Linked DNA regions of Ovis aries: region 2 is linked to region 1. A link is a contact called in public Hi-C data. All regions are on one chromosome and are shown on one strand. The core of a region is the stretch at or near the end of the contact, and the rest is flanking DNA. Distances in the headings are between cores, read along the strand shown.

Region 1 (2,988 bases), core at 468-2,967:
GGCACCACTGTGTAAGGTGTGTGTGAACATGTGTGCGTTTGTTGTATGGTCAAGGCATGTAAGGTGTGCACACTGAATGGTCCAGGTGATGTGTGCGGGTGTGTGTCTGCGGTCTATGGCATGTAGAGTGTGTAAATGTACAAGAGTGTGTGTGTATGTGTGAGCCTTTGTGTCTGTGATCTGTGTAATGGAGTGTGCTTGCGCCTGTGTGCAGTCTGGTCTGTGTAATGTGTGTGTGTGTGTGTGTGTGTGTGTGTATGTGTGTGTGTTATGGGGCGGTGGTAACTAGGACAACTCCCCAGGGGAAGAGCTAAGGAGAGATGGTGGAGAAGATGTTAACCAGAAACGGGGGAGAGGAGAGAGGGGGTGTTCCTGGCAGAGGAAGGGAAGAGCACGTACAAAGGCCTCTAGGCAAGAAGAGGCGCCCCCAGCTCTGGAGCACTTGAAAGAGTCTTAGTGAAGCTGGGTGGGGGGCGGGAAGGGAGAGGCAAGGATGCGGGGTGAATCTTTCTCTGATGCTTGAGGGGGTGTGTGTGGGCAGGAGTAGGGTGTGGGTCAGGAGGGCTCAGCCACATGGACACACACAGGCCCACAGGAGGGGCAGGCCTGGACCCAGGGGAGACACTGGGTGGCACTGGGGGTGCATGTGGGGAACAGCCTGAGCTACAACCACTCATCTGAGAAGCTGTGTGGTCTGGAATCCCAGACCTAATCCCTGCTCAGCCCCAGAGAGAAGCAGCCAGAAGGGTCTTTGTTTCCATCTATCCACTGGGCCCTGAGGTTACAGGCCAAAGACCCAAGCAAGAGCCTAAGAGTGGCCATGTTTTTGGCACAGTCTCCGTACGTCTCTGACGCAGTGGGCATTTGCTGACAAGCCTTCCCAGCACCCAGGAGGCCGAGGAGGCGGAAGGTGGCAGCTCTGGCACAGGGCTCAGCTGTCAGTACCTGACTTGAGGGCGCAGAGCAAGGCGTGGGGGACAAGGGGCCGAGAGCCAGCGATTTGAACCGAGGTCATCAGACTCCAAAACGGCCCACTCACTGGATATGGTGCTAACAGCTGCCCAATAGCCTTCACACTGCATAGTCTTTTCTTATTGGAGCCTTTTATTATTTCTGACTTGATTTTCAGCCCTGCTTTTAGAGATGAGAAAACTGGTCTGGACTCACCCCCCCCCCCCCACCCTCTACCGTGGGCCTGCTCCAGAACACGCCCCTCCACCCACCTTGTTGGGTCTGCCCCGCTCAGCAGATGCCCCAATGGGTCCTCAGCCCTAGGTCGTTAAGAGCGTGTGGCAAGACAGAAGGGACTTGGGCCCAGAAACCCAGCTCTCCTGCCCATGTGCTGTGTGACTTTGGACGAGTCCCTTCCCATCTCTGGGCCTGGGGTCACCCAGCAGCACAACTCACTTACTGAGTCTGGGAAGATTCGTGGAGCACCTGCTAAGTGGCAGGTGAGGACACGGGACGTTCAGAAAGCCTAAAGGACTTGCCCAAGGTCAAGGCGATTTGAGACTGGAACCCCAGAGTGTGCCCTACCGGCGCCCCAGCCGACTCCACAGCCCCCAGGAGCGCCGCCGCCACCCCTGCGGCCCGCAGCGTGGGGTACAGGGGCCCCACGCGGTTCCGGACCGTGTCAGCCTGAAGTCAGGCCGGGGCCCCGCGGGGCTCAGCTCTGCACAAACAGACGGCGCGGGCCGGGCCGGAGGCGGCGATGACTCAGGGCCCCGAGACGGCCGGGAAGCGGAAAGTTTTGTGCCGATGACATCACCGGGCCGCGAGGGCGGGAGGGGGCCGGCTCCGGGAAACGGGGGCCTGGCGGGCGGCCCGGCCTGGGGCAGGGCGCGGGTGGGAACGCGCGGCCGCCACGCTCGGCCGGGCCGAAACAGATCCCAGACCCCGGCCCCGGCCCCCTTCTCCCCCCACCCTCCCTCCCGGCCCCAGAGCCTGAGCGCCCGCGAGGAGCGGGTTCCACCCCGCCTGCGAAGACGCCGCGCTCCCCAGCGCTCCGGAGGCACCGCATCCATCCTGCCGCGTCCCTGCATTTTAATTACCGCCATATTAATATTCATGAGCCGGGACTCAGGGGGACCGCGGGCTGTCATTTCCCTCGCCCGCGCACCCCCCGCACCCCTCTTCCCCGGTGGAGTCGCGGGTTTTCTCCCTCCCGCTCCCAGCCCCGCCCGCGCCAACTGTCGGTGCCCAGCCTATGTGGGGTGTGTGTGAGGGAGCGTGAGTGAGTGTGAGCTGGTGTGAGTGCCCTGGGCAAGGGTGAGGGTCGGGAGGGAAGGGCCGGGACACACGGCGGGGGGGGGCGGGGGGGGCTGAGTGTGAGGGTGGGTTGCGCTTGCAGGGTGTGAGAGTGTGTCTGCTTGTGTGAACGTGTGTACCTGTGGGAGCAGGGGCCTGTGTGCACATGCCTAACCCTGTGTGTGTGCCTTTGCGTGTGCACGCGTGTGCCCAGGCAGGTCCATGCATCCCCGGGCAGTCCCAGGGGCTGTTTGCCAGTCAGAGGGGGAAGGCAGCTGTGCGCGAGGTCTGACCTCGGGCAGGGAGAGGGGGTCACAGGATCTGACTGTATAAGTGGGGAAACAGGCCTGGAGAGAGGCTGGGGCTGGTGCAAAGTCACCCCTGGAAGTGGGTGGCCTGGCAAACCAGTGCCTCGGGGGCTCCATCAGGCCCCTTAGCACACCAGAACAGGCGTTGGTCTAGCTAGGGACACATTTGAGTCCACAGACCCAGCTTTAATGACCACCGTGGAATTGTGTGTGGGGGTCCCCGCTGGGGATTCTGGGGGTACCTGAAAGTTCCTCAGTGCTGTGAATACCCAGGGATCAGAGAGTGCTTCACCAGAGACAGAGCGGCTTCACCATGGTGCTCCTGGTCCCCATCCCTTGCCTCCTGGTCCTTTGAAGCCTGCCTGCACACCCGCCTCTCCCAGGCTCACAGAACCCAAGCAGTCTTGCCTCACAGTGGAGCAGGCAGACAAAC
Region 2 (2,980 bases), core at 240-2,739, 68 kb after region 1:
CGATTTTACCAATGGGCACACTGAGGCCCAGAGTGGGGAAGAGACCCAGCTGGCATCTGCTGCTGTCTAGTGGCAGAACCTAGATCAGAACCCAGGCACCTTGCCGCCCATTTGGGTGCTCATTGCCCCACACTGATTCTTCCATGGAATTATCTGTATGATCGGAAACAGAATGGGGGTGGAGCAAGATAACTACGGCAAGGCAGGAGACACTGAAATCAAACTGCCTGGGTTTCAAGGGAGACCCTGGACAAGCGCTGACTTCTCCCTGAGCCTCAATGTCCTTATTAAATAGGATAATAACAGTACCTGCCCTAAGTTTGTCTTAAGGACTAAAGGAGATGGTATAGGAAAAGTACCTGGACTAAGCCTGGTACATATTAGTACTTAACTGATGTTGGTAAGGATGCTGATAGCAGTGATAATGCTGGAGGTCGCATTGGGTTGAACGGTGGCCCCCAAAAGATAAGTCCACATCCTCATCCCTGGAACCTGTGGATGTGACCTTATCTGGAGAAAGGGTCCTTTGAGATGTCAAGAATACTGAAATCCGATCATCCCAGATTACCCAGGTGGGGTCTCCATGTCATCAAAAGTGTCCTTAGAGGAGACAAGGAAGGGACACAGAAGAGGAGAAAGCCACGTGCAGGCTGAGGCAGAGACAGTGATGTGACGGTAACAGGCCTCAGCCCTGGACCTCCAGGCTCTGCAGGAGCTCCTCAGGGAGCTGTGGTCAGTCCCCAAGGCTTCCCGGAGCTCAGGAGTCTGTTCTCTGCAGTGAAGATCGGGGATGGAGTGTCCAGCTGAAAGAGCAGAAAAATGATAAGGATGATCCGAGGACATCACTGCCCGGTGAGGGCCACGGGAAGAGCCAGACACCCTTCTAGAAGCTCTGCCATACCAGCTGCGAGGTCCTGAGCAAACGCTTTAATGTGTTGGCCTCCTGTGGGGCCTGATGTTAAAGAAGATGCTACTTCATTCCTGGGTGCCAAGAACCTGGGACTCCAGCACTGCAGAAGTAGGGGCCCTTCCATCCCAGGCCACGGGGCTGCCTCAGGGTGAGGGGCCAGCAGGAAGGAGGGGACTGTAGCACTCTCTCACTGGCTCCCTAGGTGCCTGCCTCCTCCCTCTCAGGCAGAGAGAGCACGGGCTATTTTTATACACAGCTAAGCCTGCCCTGGTCTCCTGGAACTCCCAGCTGCCAGAAACCTCCCTGCAGGCAGGGACCACGGACTGCTGACCTGTGAGTCCCCTCCAGAGCCTGGCTTGGTCCTCAACACGTACGGATTGAGCATGGACCGTTTTCCAGAACAGCCAGCCCCTCTGTCCTCTCTCCATCCGGCACAATGGAGCCAAGACAAGATGGGGGTGGCCACCTCTCTTTGAATGTGATCTTTCTCCACCAGACTCTGGACCACTCAAGGAAGATGTGTGACAAGCTGAGTAGAACAGCAGAGTCAGCCTGGCCTTGCCTTTCTTCTGGAGGCCGTGGCTCCCGGTAACCATAGCAGCAGTCAGACTGAACCCCAGCCACGGAAAGCCCGCTGGTCTCTGGCAGAAGACAGGCCGGGTCAGGCTGCTGGAGTTTCTCTTATTAGGCACAATCGTGTTAACTCTCTCCTCAACTTCTCTCTCTCTGGCTTTCTGCAGAGCAAGAATGATCCTAATAGCACTCATCCATTCACTTGGGCCATCAGGGCAATCAACAAGCCCATGCTCTTGCCAGGGACTGTCCTAAAAACCGGGAGGCTTTCTGGACAGCAAGACACAGTTCCCGAGTTTGGGAGGCGCATGTTCTAGGGAAGAAAGAGATAAAGAAACAGGCCGATACCAAGGGCCAGGGAGCAAGACAAGTTAGAGAGAAAACAGTGAGGGGTTAGGCTGGAGAATGAAAGGGATGGAGTCTGGAGAGGAAGGTTAGGGCGATGAGGATGGCGACCACGGACTGGGACCTGGGCGAAGGGAGGCGGTGAGCCCCGCAGAGACGCGGCATGAGAAGTCCTGGGCAGGGGAAGAGCAAGTGCAGCGGCCCTGAGGTGGCATCTCCGGGCGCCCTGAGGGCGGTGCGGGTCTTCTGGGGGCGGGGCTCAGATTTTCTCTATGACCGCCTGAAGCCAGTGGGGTGGGGGAGAGCGAGCCAGGGGCTGATTTGTGTTTTACAGAGTCTCTCTGGTTCCTGAGTGGATCACAGCCTGGAGAAGCCTGCGGAAAGGTGGGAGAAGTCAGAGGCTGGTGGAGTCCAGGCGAGAGACAATGCTGGCCTGGCTGGGGACAGCAACAGTGGGAGAGACAGACATGGCTGAATTCAGGGTTTCTTTCAAGTAGAGTCATCAGGATTTGCCAAAGGATCGGATGTGGGGGTGGAAGAAAGAGAAAAGTCAAGGATGACTGCCGTGGCACGAACAGTGGGAGGTACCATTTCCCAAGATGAAGAAGACTATAGGAGAAGTGGGGGTGGGGCAGGGGGTATCAAGGGTTGGCATCTGCACACGGGATGTCTGCAAAGCCTATCTGATACTCACATATTGTGTGCTTAGAGCTCTCAGCTGTCATTTAATCCACACCACAGAAAGAGACTGAGGCACAGAAAACAAACCTATGGCTACCAAAGGGGAAAGGCTGGGAGGGGTAAATTAGGAGGTTGGGATTAACGTACACACTACTGTCCATAAAATGGAAAGGGGGCTCTATGTATACCTAGAACTGATTCGCGTTGTCGTACAGCAGAAAGTAACACAACATTGGAAAGCAGCTCTCCGAATGTGCTCAGTCGCTGAGCCAGGCCTTTGTGACCCCATGGACTGTAGCCGGCCAGGCTCCTCTGTCAATAGGATTTCCCAGGCAGGAATACTGAAGTGGGTTGCCATCTCCTCCTGCAAAGGAGCTTCCCAATCCAGGGATCAAACCCACGTCTCCTGCATTGGCAGGCGGATTCTTAACCACTGAGCCTATGCACCAATCAAAAATAAACAGATAATCA

The links. A called contact is a pair of places that touch in the nucleus more often than the background predicts.
Region 2: a Hi-C map of hypothalamus shows a contact between it and region 1, with 2.5 times the contacts expected there. The contact joins two enhancer-like sites. A contact is called at or near these places in 3 of 16 Hi-C or Micro-C datasets (blood, hypothalamus and liver).

What each region holds. Positions count from the first base shown.
Region 1 is chr3:7,009,639-7,012,626 of ARS-UI_Ramb_v3.0, forward strand. It overlaps LOC121818990 (a long non-coding RNA gene), which reads right to left. Exons shown (of 3, transcript XR_009599737.1): 3 at 2,711-2,988. Among named protein-coding and RNA genes, the nearest start is that of C3H9orf50, 120 kb to the left of the region's middle. Within about 2 kb of position 1,718, at least 45 of the 54 cell types and tissues checked have an H3K27ac peak or open chromatin away from gene starts, as enhancers often do. A contact at or near this core is called in hypothalamus, where this site is marked.
Region 2 is chr3:7,077,937-7,080,916 of ARS-UI_Ramb_v3.0, forward strand. No RefSeq gene overlaps it. Among named protein-coding and RNA genes, the nearest start is that of TRNAG-UCC, 75 kb to the right of the region's middle. Within about 2 kb of position 1,490, at least 12 of the 54 cell types and tissues checked have an H3K27ac peak or open chromatin away from gene starts, as enhancers often do. A contact at or near this core is called in hypothalamus, where this site is marked.